Linked DNA regions of Hordeum vulgare: region 1 is linked to region 2. Evidence: chromatin contacts called from public Hi-C data. All regions are on one chromosome and are shown on one strand. Each heading gives the region's core, a stretch centred on a gene start, on an enhancer-like site or on the middle of the called end of the contact. The rest is flanking DNA. Distances are from core to core; before and after follow the strand shown.

Region 1 (6,318 bases), core at 2,261-4,760, 150 kb before region 2:
CCCTATAAAACAAGGAAAGATTCCACGGTTTGAGTATGGGGGAAATGACGTGCGTGTAGTACCACGCAGCAAATTATTGAACTGAAAGTTTGCGGCATCTCCGGGAGTTTGATATCTTTCTTTCTTTCTTTCTTTGCCTTTTAGCTTTATTGATTAGTTTAAGCTCGCCAACTCATCAACTGAGGATTCTGAAGATAGAATCCAGAAGGAAGCGTTTCATTTTAATTGCGTCCGCTGACTTTGGTACTTCAACTCCACACGGTTTTTATCCCCTCGTGTCGTGTGCTAACATTGTGCTCAAGAAAGTTGCATTGCATCTTCTTATGGTGATAGTTCACCCAATGGATTATGCACGACTCATTAATTTGAGAATTAACAGAGAGAGAAGTTCAACGGGAGCAGTTTGCACCAACTAGTGCGTACTAAAAAAACTGATTAGTTTAGTTGACCCTGTTTTTCTTTTTTTTGCGGGGTAGTTTAGTTGACCCTGTTGATACACCGGGATTTGGTCTTGCATATATTTGTTAGAATAAATCCGAGGTACGCGGTCGATCCACCGGGGAACAAGCAATCACAGCACGATGACGACACCGAGATTTGTTAACGAGGTTCGATGAACTCGCCTACTCCCCAGGACAATGACTACGGGCGCTCCTCCCCGAGATACCGCAACACCGGCCACCGGGCGCCGGCACAAGCCGCCGGCTCCCCCTTGCGAGCCTGTCGCTATCTAGTCGTCATAGGTTACAACGTGGGGTGCCTCCTCATATATAAGAGCCCAAGGGTACGACGTGTCTGACTACGACACTACATGTATCCTACCCACACTACAACACCAAGTCCATATGTAACCCAACTCGTACATCAATATTCGACACAACTCTAACAAACTCCACCTTGGCGAATATTTTCCACCACTTTGAATTTGTCCGTGCATCAAACTTCCATGTACTTCGGACTTGTGTTGTCTTCTTCGTAGCTTACCGAGAGCTACCCGACGAGTCTGCCCCAGACCCACCGCCTCCGTGGGAACCTGCTGCTACTCCTGCAACTCCAGTCTCCTTGACTCCACCTGCAATAGTGCTTCCTTGCAACTTGTAAAGATGCGACGCCGTCCTCGCTCAAATCATCACGGTCACCTCATCTTCCACCCTCATCTTCCATGATTTTCATGGTCTTCTTATCCCGATCACAACGGAATACCATACCATCATCATGAAGAACTCCAAGCGAAATTAGATTCCTCCTTAGCCCCGGCACATGCCTGACTCCCCGAAGCATTCGCTCAACCCCGTCAAACATCTTGATTTTAATGTCACCTACTCCAGCAACACGATAACCAGTGTCATCGCCCATATAGGCTAAACCAAAATCACCAGACTTGTACGAAGAGAACCACTCCTTGTTGGGTGTCGCATGAAAAGAGCAAGCTGAATCCAACATCCACGCTTCACTTTTGGTTGACCGCCTGTCTGATACTACGAGGGCATCACTACTCTTATCTGAGTCATTACCATGAATTGTCATATTAGCACTTGACCCACCATTGAGCTCTCGACAGTCCTTGTTAATATGTCCCCTCTGCTTACACTTGTGACACTGTATTTTCTTTTTCTTTTTTCTTGTTCTTCCCTGCCTCATATCCCTTCCGCCAATCTTCACCCTTGACTAGCAAACCTTCACCATGAGATACTTCCACCGCATTCTTCTTTCTCATATGATAAGATAGCAAGGCCGCAGTAATATCCTCATTCTTGACGGTCTCCTTGCCGTGCGTCAAAGTAGTGATCAAATGGTCATAGGACGATGGCAATGAACAAAGAAGCAGAATTGCCCTATCCTCGTCGTCAATCGTCGCACCCAAGCGTGCTAGATCCTTCACAACTTGATTAAAGGCGTTCATATACTCCACAAGATCCGACCCCTCTTGCATCTTCATCCCATACAACTTTTGCTTCAGATACACCTTTGTCGTCGCAATCTTGGACATAAATTGACTCTCCAGCTTCTCCCAGATCTTCTTTGACGAATTCTCATCCATCACATGATAAATAACCTGGTCCGACAGACACAACCGTATAGTTCCGGCTATCCTCAACTGTAACTCCTTCCAGTCCTCAGCCTTCATCTTAGCTGGCTTGGCTTCCTGCAACAATGCCTTCAAGCATCCCTCTTGTGCCAACAAATCTTTCACCCTTGTCTGCCATAACCCAAAGCTTCCAGTCCCGTCGAACTTCTTCACCTCAAACCTAGTACCCATTGGCGCCATGGTTCTTTGTATGGCTGACTGTGTGAAAAAATACCCGAGTTATCCCCGCGATGCCGAAGTACACGAGCAAAACCCACGTGGTCTCGCCTCTGTGCACTAGTAGAAATCCACCAAAAATAAATTGGCCTTCCGCGTGATCTACTCGTAAGCACAAATCTGGACGCTGGTATTAGCGGGCCCATGGTGATCGATGTGTGAGAGGGAGATTATTGGATTTCGTCCCACATCGGTTGTGGGAGGAGACATAACACGACTTATAAGGGTGAGGGCGTCTCCTCCTAACAGGGTAGTCTTTTGGGGGGAGAGGGCCCAAGGCCTGTCATAAGTCGGTGTTGCTCTCCGGTTGGACCTGTTGACGCATGTGGATCGAAAAGACTAGCCTGTTAGGAGGGGACACCCTCACCCTTATAAGTCGTGTTATGTCTCCTCCCACAACCGATGTGGGACTAAACCCAACAATCTTTCCCTCACACATCGGTCATCCCTGGGCCCGCTAACACCAGCGTTCCAGCCCACCTACCATGACCGACGACCCGTGACTCCACCGAGATTCATTCCGGGCACCTGGGCTCTGATACCACTTGTTAGAATAAATCCGAGGTACGCGGTCGATCCACTGAGGAACAAGCAATCACAACACGATGACGACACCGAGATTTGTTAACGAGGTTCGGCGAACTCACCTACTCCCCGGGGCAATGACTACGGGCGCTCCTCCTCGAGATACCGCAACACCGACCACCCGGGCGCCGGCACAAGCCGCCGGCTTCCCCTTGCGAGCCTGTCGCTATCTAGTCGTCATAGGTTACAACGTGGGGTGCCTCCTCATATATAAGAGGCCAAGGGTACGACGTGTCCGACTACGACACTACATGTATCCTACCCACACTACAACACAAAGTTCATATGTAACCCAACTCGTACATCAATATTCGACACAACTCTAACAATATTTCCTCCCCTTATGATACGAAAGTATTCCAAAGAAATACAGCAAGTTGGGTCGAATGACATTTTGACACACCTTCCTGCTTGTTCTCTGCTACTAGTACTGATTGGCAAGAGGCCCCAGAATAGAGCTCCCAGACTATATACTCCTACCTGCTCCGGGACAAGTTAGTTGAGAGGTTGCTTGATCTTGCCAAAGTGCCATCATTTTCACTGTCCTTGGTGTTGATCGTCTCTTCTCCGGCCCCGTCCGTGTCGTGGTGACAGCGATCGTCGCCATTGGCCTGCGCGCCCACGTAGCCATCGGTCAATCGTGCGATCGATGCGGTATCCCCATCGCCGATTATTCTCCCATGCAGCATGCGTCGCCTAACTGACCTAGCAGCTAAGCCGAGAGAGTTCGATTTTGAGGCTAGCTAGGGTGGGCCAAGACGTTCGATTTTGCGGCCCGGCACGACGTGCCTGCTTTCCAAGCTAAACGCCGGCATGCTGACTGCTGACTGCTGACTGAGCTCCTCGTCACTTTGCGTGACCGCAACGTGAAGGAGATAATCTTTGTTATAGCAAGAGGATCAGGTGAACAATCATGCAAAAGTTGCCGTCACCCAATCAGTGCAAGTGCAACAACAGCTAGCTTTGGGAGCGTGGTCTGGGTGTATCGGCTTTGGCCAATCCGAACTAGACGAGCTTCTTGCGACGTCCACATCCGATTCGGATATCATCCCTGATCTCATCTCCGTTGGCTGACGGATCCGACTGACGCCGGCGAATAAACCCTTTCACGCACGCAATCATACGCAATGAACGCAACGCGGCGCGTCACCACAAGCAGAACGAAGAACAAGGAGTCGTCAAGAACACATCCTAGCTCACGGCTACCGGCTGCGGATTGATTTTGGCACGGTACAGAGGGCTGTAGCGTGTGGCATCAGGGAGATGAGATGAGGTAACACAAGTCTGGCCTAACACTCTGCCTGCTCCACCCCCTTCTCTCCAATCCAAGCGCATTCCAAGGACAGGGACAAGGAAACACGATGAGACCTGACGAAAGGAACAAAGGGTGCAACGATTCCAGTCTATCTATTGCACTCCCTGTAATAGGCCCTGGCTTTTTCCACTTCGAGAGGCCTCGAGATCACCACGAGAAAAGTTTGCGTGTTACATGCATGTATGCCTGGTCTCGCTTGGTGCCATCCCGAATCCGCCAGTGAACGAGCAGGTGCGGAGGCCCCCCGGCTGAAGAGTGACGAGCCACTACGCTGCGAGTTCCACGATCACGATTTGGTTGGTACTGCCCTTGCGGAATGCGGAGAACCAAAAACAAGAAGGAGAAAGGATGGGAGATGGGAGAGAAAGCTCATCGGCCGAAAGGAACGCCTCATGCATGGCGACTTGTGGCCACCAGCGGTGCCAACGATTCGCTGTGCGGCGCGTGTGCGCCCAAGCATGAATGTACTAGCAGTAGCAGCCCACCAGTTCTTGAGTGTATATATGCTGTATGCATGAGCATCTGCGGCTGTCGTGTGTTAAAAGAAAAATGAGTTCTTGTGACTTGTGAGGTTTTGTGAGATGCTTGGTGGTTCGATCGAGACGCATCTGCTTTGTTGTTCAGGAAAAATCACCATGTTAACAAGATCCGCAATTTTGAGAACTGTTCACGATTTCAAAATATACTAAGGGGTTTAAAAATATCTTCGGAAATTAAAAAAATATTCATATTTTTTTTAATTGTTCAGGAATTTGAAAAGTGTTTGCGAAATGAATAATGAAATGGAAAAAAAGAAAAGGTTAAAAAGAAAGGAAAAATAAAAAGAGAAGAAAGTTAAAATGGGTCACATATTATTGCAGTCTAGTTATGGACATGCAATTGTCTATCTAGGATGAACTTGTAACCGGGACAAAAATGGATCGTGCATACTTGATTGCAGAGGATGAACTTTCAATTAAGACAAAAATGGACCAGGCCCAGTTGCACGTCGAGGATGAAGTTGTAACTATGACAAAATTTGTCGGGACACAGTTCCGCATCAAGAGTGGGCTTGCAAGAGAGACAAAAAAAGACGAAACCCTCAATTGCATGCCGAGGTGCAGTTCAGCTTGAAACTAGGAAAAAATCTGGGAGAAAAAACAGACTGGGCGACCCCACACAGGACTTGCGTGCGGTGGGGATTCCGCGCTAAGTCTGTATACGGCAACATATGCGTCAAATAGGACCCGTCTAAATCTGCTACTCAGCTTTGTGTTCTTCTAAAACTTCAGATTTCCCTTTCGGCAAATATGTTGGGCTAGAAGAACGCTTTGGGCATCACCTTGTTAAAGGTTTTTGGGTGAGTTGTGTTGTGAACAGGCAAGGGAGCTCCTACTCGACGCCTTCTGCACCGGTTAGAGGACTGCAGTGGCGAAGCCACGTTGAGAGGAGTGTGGTCAAATGACCACACATGTTTTTAGCAAATCCTTTGTGCACAAGTAGAAATCATGTATTTTTTTTATAAATTCAGTAAAAACACATGTATTTGACATCACAGATTTGAAATGACATCACAGACTTCTGATACTGGCACCACCACTGAAGGACTGGCGCCCGCAGCAGTGGCTGAATGGGCCGACCAACGATCACGCAACGCGAAAAATGACCGACAGACCCACGATCGATCTCGCGCCCTCACACTTGCACACGGAGAGGCTAGCCACTGGAATGTTAACTGCTAGTGAATATTTACAGCGCGAATGTTCTAAAGAATAGAAACATAGCCGCACTATTTATTGCACATTACACTGTAGAATTTATATTTTATGCTCTCCAATTATTTGGAAACAAGTTCACATATTACAGATGAAGTTGAAGAGCATGCAAAAAAAGTTCGCATATTCAAAAATTAGTTCACCAAATCAAAAAAGTTCATGTATTGAAAAAAAATATGAAATTAAAAGACATTCATCAATTTTCAAAAAAGTTCATTGATTTGAGCAATGTTCATCTACATTGAAAACAGTTCATCAGTTTTCAAAAAAAATACATCAATTTTGAAAGATGTTCGTCGATTTTGAAAAGAAGTTCATCGTTTTTGAAAAAAGTTCATCGTTTTCTTAAATATCAATTT
Region 2 (6,003 bases), core at 2,772-5,271:
AATTCTTTGCGGGATTAATTCCCATTTATCATTAGGAACAACGATAATACCTCCCTTTTTAGGGACATAATGAATGGGACTAACCCCGAACAAGCTCCTCAAAGGATTATTTTCCATAGTGACAGGTGACAGTAAATTTCAGCACACTATATAAAATTTTCCTTACCAAGTTCCACTTACCAAAGGCGCTTCACTCCCCGGCAACGACGCCAGAAAAGAGTCTTGATGACCCACAAGTGTAGGGGATCTATCGTAGTCCTTTCAATAAGTAAGAGTGCTGAACCCAACGAGGAGCAGAAGGAAATGACAAACGGTTTTCAGTAAGGTACTCTCTGCAAGCACTGAAATTATCGATGATAGAAAGTTTTGTGATATGGTAATTTGTAACGGGTAACAAGTAACAATTGTAACTAAGGTGCAGCAAGGTGGCCCAATCCTTTTTGTAGCAAAGGACAAGCCTGGACAAAGTCTTATATAAAGAAAAGCGCTCCCGAGGACACCTGGGAATTTATGTCAAGCTAGTTCTCATCATGCTCATATGATTTGCGTTCGTTACTTTGATATTTTGATATGTGGGTGGATCGGTGCTTGGGTGCTTCCCTTACTTGGACAAACCTCCCACTTACGATTAACCTCTCTCGCAAGCATCCGCAACTATGAAAGAAGAATTAAGATAAATCTAACCATCGCATTAAACATTTGGATCCAAATCAGCCCCTTACGAAGCAACGCATAAACTAGGGTTTAAGCTTCTGTCATTCTATCAACCCATCATCTACTTATTACTTCCCAATCCCTTCCTCTAGGCCCAAATAATGGTGATGTGTCATGTAGTCGACATTCACATGACACCACTAGAGGAGAGACAACATATAACTTATCAAAATATCGAACAAATACCAAATTCACATGATTACTTATAACAAGACTTATCCCATGTCCTCAGGAACAACGTAACTACTCACAAAGCATATTCATATTCATGATCATAGGAGTATTAATAATCATAAAGGATCTGAACATATGATCTTCCACCAAATAAACCAGGTAGCATCAATTACAAGGAGTAATCAGCACTATTAGCAACCCACAGGTACCAATCTGAGGTTTTGAGACAAAGATCGGATACAAGAGATGAACTAGGGTTTGGAGAGGAGATGGTGCTGATGAAGATGTCGATGGAGATTGACCCCCTCTCGATGAGTGGATTGTTGGTGATGACGATGGCTTCGATTTCCCCTTCCGGGAGGGAAGTTTCCCCGGCGAAATAGCTCCGCCCGAGATCTAGAATGGTTCTATCGAAGTTCTGCCTCGAGACGGCGGTGCTGCATCCCGAAAGCTCTGATATGATTTTTCCAGGTCAAAACCCTTCATATAGCAGAAGATGGGCACTGGAGGCCTTCCAGGGGGCCCACAAGCTTGTAGGGAGCGACGGGGGGGGGGGGGGGGGGGGTAGGTCGCCTGTCTTGTGGCCACCTGGTGGGTCCTCTCCGGTACTTCTTTCACCCATTATTTTTTATTTATTCCAAAACAATTCTCCATAACTTTTCAGGACTTTTGGAGCTGTGCAGAATAGATCTCTCAGATTTGCTCCTTTTCCAGTCAAGAATTCCAGTTGTCGGCATTCTCCCTCTTAATGTAAATCTTGTAAAATAAGAGAGAAAAGGCATATGTATTGTACCATAATGTGTAATAACAGCCCATAATGCAATAAGTAATGATATAAAAGCATGATGCAAAACGGACATATCATTGATCACAAACGTAACGTCAAAGTGTGGTGTGTGGGATAGGCTATGACTTTGCATACACTTACGTTAGGTGAATCGTCAGCACATGCTTGCCTCATCACAAACGATGTTTTCGTGTCGTCTGGAATGGGCCTCTCCTATTGCCCACACATGCAAGACTACGATTTGGAACTACGTCGCGGACAGGGGTTAAAAACCATTTGTATAGCACCTAACGATACGAGTGTCATTATATGAGATAGTAAGGGAAGAACGTCATCCGATCCAACTATATTAACAAAGCTCCTGATACATCAAAATCGTGCCAACTCAAGAACATGAGTGTGTGTGTGTGTGTGTGTGTGTGTGTGTGTGTGTGTGATAGAGAGAGAGAGAGAGACAACACATAGCGATTGGTATATACCCTCAGCCCCGGGGCTGAACTACTCCCTGCTCGTCCCGGAGACCGTCGGGATGATGAAGATTGCCTCCGATGATTATTTCCCCCTTCGACACGGTGCCGGAAAAGGGCTCCGGATGAGTTCGCTTCGGAATAGAGGCTTGCAGCGGCGGAGCGGAAGTTCTTTTCTGTTTGTGGGGTTTCGAGGATTTATAGGAAATTTTTGCGTCAGTTTCACGTCAGGGGGGAGGGGGTGCCCGAGGGGGTCACAAACTCGGAGGGCGCGCCCCTGGGCTTGTGGCCTCCTCGGCCACCCCCTAACAAATCTTCGGTGCCCCGTGGGCCTCTTTTGATCCATAAAAAATCACCAAAAAGTTTCGTTCAATTCCAGAAACTTTCATTTTCTTAATAAAAACAACACCACGATAATTCTGCTGAAAACATCGTTGTCCGGGTTAGTTGCATTTGAATGATATAAAAGTGCATCAAAATCATACAAAAGTATTGTAAACTAGGTAAATATGACATAAATACTTCATAAATTATCGATACGTTGGAGACGTATCGGCACACTCCGCCCCGTGTCGACATCGTCCATGGTGGACACCATGCCTGGTTGGTGTTCGGTCAATTTCCACTGAGCTTATTTTCGACCGACATGTCGTATTTTTAGAGTAAGAACGATGGCAGGGTACTCGGCCATGGAAGATGAGTTGTTGTGCGATGCGTGGTTGACTATATTCGTGGATTTCAAAGGCAGGACGAGATGGGAGGGGGGGGACCTTCTCACAGCAAATGCATGAAACATTTTACATACGAAAGCACTTTGCATCCTAGGACATGCACATCATCCATGATTGCAATGTTAGGTCGTTGTCGTATCAACTATATGCCATCCAGACCTCCGCCATCAATGCCATCCGCACCTCCATTATCAAGTTTTGTGGCATGATTGATATGTTGGAGGCAAGGTGGCCATTGCGCGCGGTAGAAGAGTAGTTTTGCTTCTTCTTGTTCATTTCGTTGGTTCATTCGTTGATTAATTCAATGTTGCTATGCACATTGTGTTGCCCGCATACGTTGTCATGATGTATCATATGATAGAGTAACATCCATTATGCAAATGCACTGTTGGATAAAATGAAAGCGATACTATGTGTGAGGCGACATGATCCGTTCTTGATAAGCTTGTTAAAAATCGGTTAATCTTATTGAATTTGAACTATTGTTGTACTACACTTATTTGCATTTTTTGTATGAATGATTTGCACTATTTTTTATCCAAAGTTTGATAAAATCTATGGTATTTGCGTGAATTTTGACCGCTTAGTTCAAACAGTTGTCGAAATGCATGCGATGGCTCTTTGTCATTAGTTTCTACGGAATTATCCCCTCTGTCAACGAACGACTAGAAGTATCATGTGGAGCTACCATGTATTAGTATCATGCAGATGATATTCGTAATACACAGTATCTAACTAGTTAATATACATGATACTATGTATGATATTGCATTACGACCAGTCTAATTACGAGCGACTAGGGACATCTGCCTATCAAAAGCACCGCCTGTTCGTGCCCGCGTCCGCGTGCATCCAGATCATGTCCCATGGTCACACGGTGCACATGCAAACACGCACGGCACGACACGATAGGAGCAGCTCGTGCGTCATTGTTCGTGGCTGCATGCGATGTGAGGAGCTTCTGCTAATCATGCATTCATGCTAGCTCAAAGCATCGTGGCTTGCTTAATTCCGACCGATGGAGTGGCTACGTGGTCCACGCATGCATCGACCGCATGCAGCACGGGGCGCAGCTGGCCCGGCCGCGGCCGCTGGCCGGAGCCGGCGACTCTCGGCGAGATAGGATCAACAACGGTGCGTGGGCTGGGCTGGGTTCCACCTTCACCGGCCGTGCCCCCCCGTGACATACGTAACAGTGCGGCGGGAGAAGCAGTTGGACCTTGACAGCTTTGTCGCAGTGTCACTTACGTCGGTCACACGTAACTGCATGCCCCTCTCGCTCATCATGCAGGTTGATGGCTTGTCAACAATCATCGGCGTCGTCTCATGCAGGTTTTTTGGTTTCAGGCTGAAGCGTTGGCATGTTGGTCAGGTAGGCGACCTTGGCCCAAACTTGGTTTGCCCATGGACAATCAAAAAACAGGTGCGCCGTAGTTTCAAGGTTTCTCTCGCATAGAGCACAGAGGTAGTTGTTCTTCCATCCACGACGGAGCAAAACGTCAGCCGTTAGTATCCTTCCTGCCGCTGCAGTCCGGATGAAAAAATGGCATTTGTCGGGTGTCCAAACTCTTTAAGTAAACAGTTTTATCCAGCAGTGAGCAGTGAGCAGTTGTGTCCAGATGAACCATGCTCTAAATGAGATTGTAGTTTTCCCTTGGAGTATGTATTGTATTGTATGCAATGTACTCCCTCCGTTCCTAAATATAAAAACTTTTTAGGGATTACAGTATGAACTACATACGGATTTATATAGACATATTTTAGAGTATGAGTTCACTTGTTTTGTTTCGTATGAGTTCACTTGTTTTGTTACAGTATGAGTTCACTTATATTTAGGAACGGAGGGAGTATTTGGAAGAGGTCAGCGAGTTTGCTGACACGGGCTGCGATGGTCACGCCTCCAAACCAAACAGTTTTATCCGGCAGTGAGCAGTGTGTGTATGCGTGCATGTTCAGGGATGCTATTTTCGACGCAGGAAAGGCACAGGCACAGCCGCCAACAGCTCCTCGTGCCCACGACGTCCGGTCTGCGGCCGCGGCTGCGCATTGGATTGGTGGGAGTGAGGGTGGACCACCGGGGCCAGCGCGCGTGAGCTCGACGTCGACGGAAGTGGGGCTTCGCGTTCGCCGTTTTATTTCACTGGGCCGAACACCGGTAGAATAGACGGCAGCAGCGGGAGCTCCTACCTATCGCATTCTGCGACAGGATGTTTTTCACGCGCACAGGGGGGCGCTCGACTGAGCCGGTCCAGATTTTTGTTGTCTCAAAAAATTCTAACGATTTTCCTTTTTGTTTCTTTTTTTTCCTTTTCTGCTTTTCTATTTCTTTTTTCTTATTGAATTTAAAGAAAGAACACATTTCAAATTTGAAGAACAAATTTCAAATGCTGTTGTTCTTTCCTTTTTCCTTTTCTTTTCGAACTTGAAGCATTTTTTATTTCGAAATTGAAGAAAATTTTCTGAAAATTCAGAACATTTTATTAATTTATGAGCAATGTTTGAAAATGATATTTTTCTAAATTTGGAACATTTTTCTAAATTTGGAACATTTTTTAAAATCAAGATCATTTTTCTGAATTTAGTGAAAATATTCAAACACCAACTTAGTTTAAAAATTGAATAAAATTTCAATATTCTAATTTTTCCTGAAAATACCGAAATTTTTTTGAAAAGACGGAATAATTTTTAAAGTACAGAACATTTTTCGAAAATCCCGAACATTTTTTGAACTTATGATTGTTTATGAAAAACGGCAACTATTTGAAATTTACAAATTTTTTTTGAAAAAAAGTCATTTTTCGAATTTAAATAACATTTTTTCATAATCAAGAACATTTTTTGAAAATCTAGAACATTTTCTGAATTTTAGAAAAAAGTATAAACACGACATTTTTTGAAATTTGGAACATTTTCTAAGATAAAGAACATTTGTCAAAAATTCGAAACAATTTTCGAACGTGAACATAATTTAAAAATTAAACAAAATTTTAATATTTCGGACATTTTCTTAAAATACCGAGCATTTTCTTAAAAACTGATAATTTTTTGAAAATCTCGATTTTTTTTAAAGTTATGAATGATTTTGAAAAATGAAAACTAATTGTAATTTAGAACATTTTTCTAAAAAAGA

What was found. Hi-C and Micro-C count contacts between places; a contact is called where the count stands out from the background.
Region 1: a Hi-C map of seedling shows a contact between it and region 2, with 5 times the contacts expected there. The contact joins two enhancer-like sites. A contact is called at or near these places in 2 of 6 Hi-C or Micro-C datasets (leaf and seedling).

The regions. Positions count from the first base shown.
Region 1 is chr6H:454,266,178-454,272,495 of MorexV3_pseudomolecules_assembly, reverse strand. No RefSeq gene overlaps it. Among protein-coding and RNA genes, the nearest start is that of LOC123403830, 95 kb to the right of the region's middle. Within about 2 kb of position 3,510, at least 3 of the 3 cell types and tissues checked have open chromatin away from gene starts, as enhancers often do. A contact at or near this core is called in leaf and seedling, where this site is marked.
Region 2 is chr6H:454,112,974-454,118,976 of MorexV3_pseudomolecules_assembly, reverse strand. No RefSeq gene overlaps it. Among protein-coding and RNA genes, the nearest start is that of LOC123405590, 9.7 kb to the right of the region's middle. Within about 2 kb of position 4,021, at least 3 of the 3 cell types and tissues checked have open chromatin away from gene starts, as enhancers often do. A contact at or near this core is called in leaf and seedling, where this site is marked.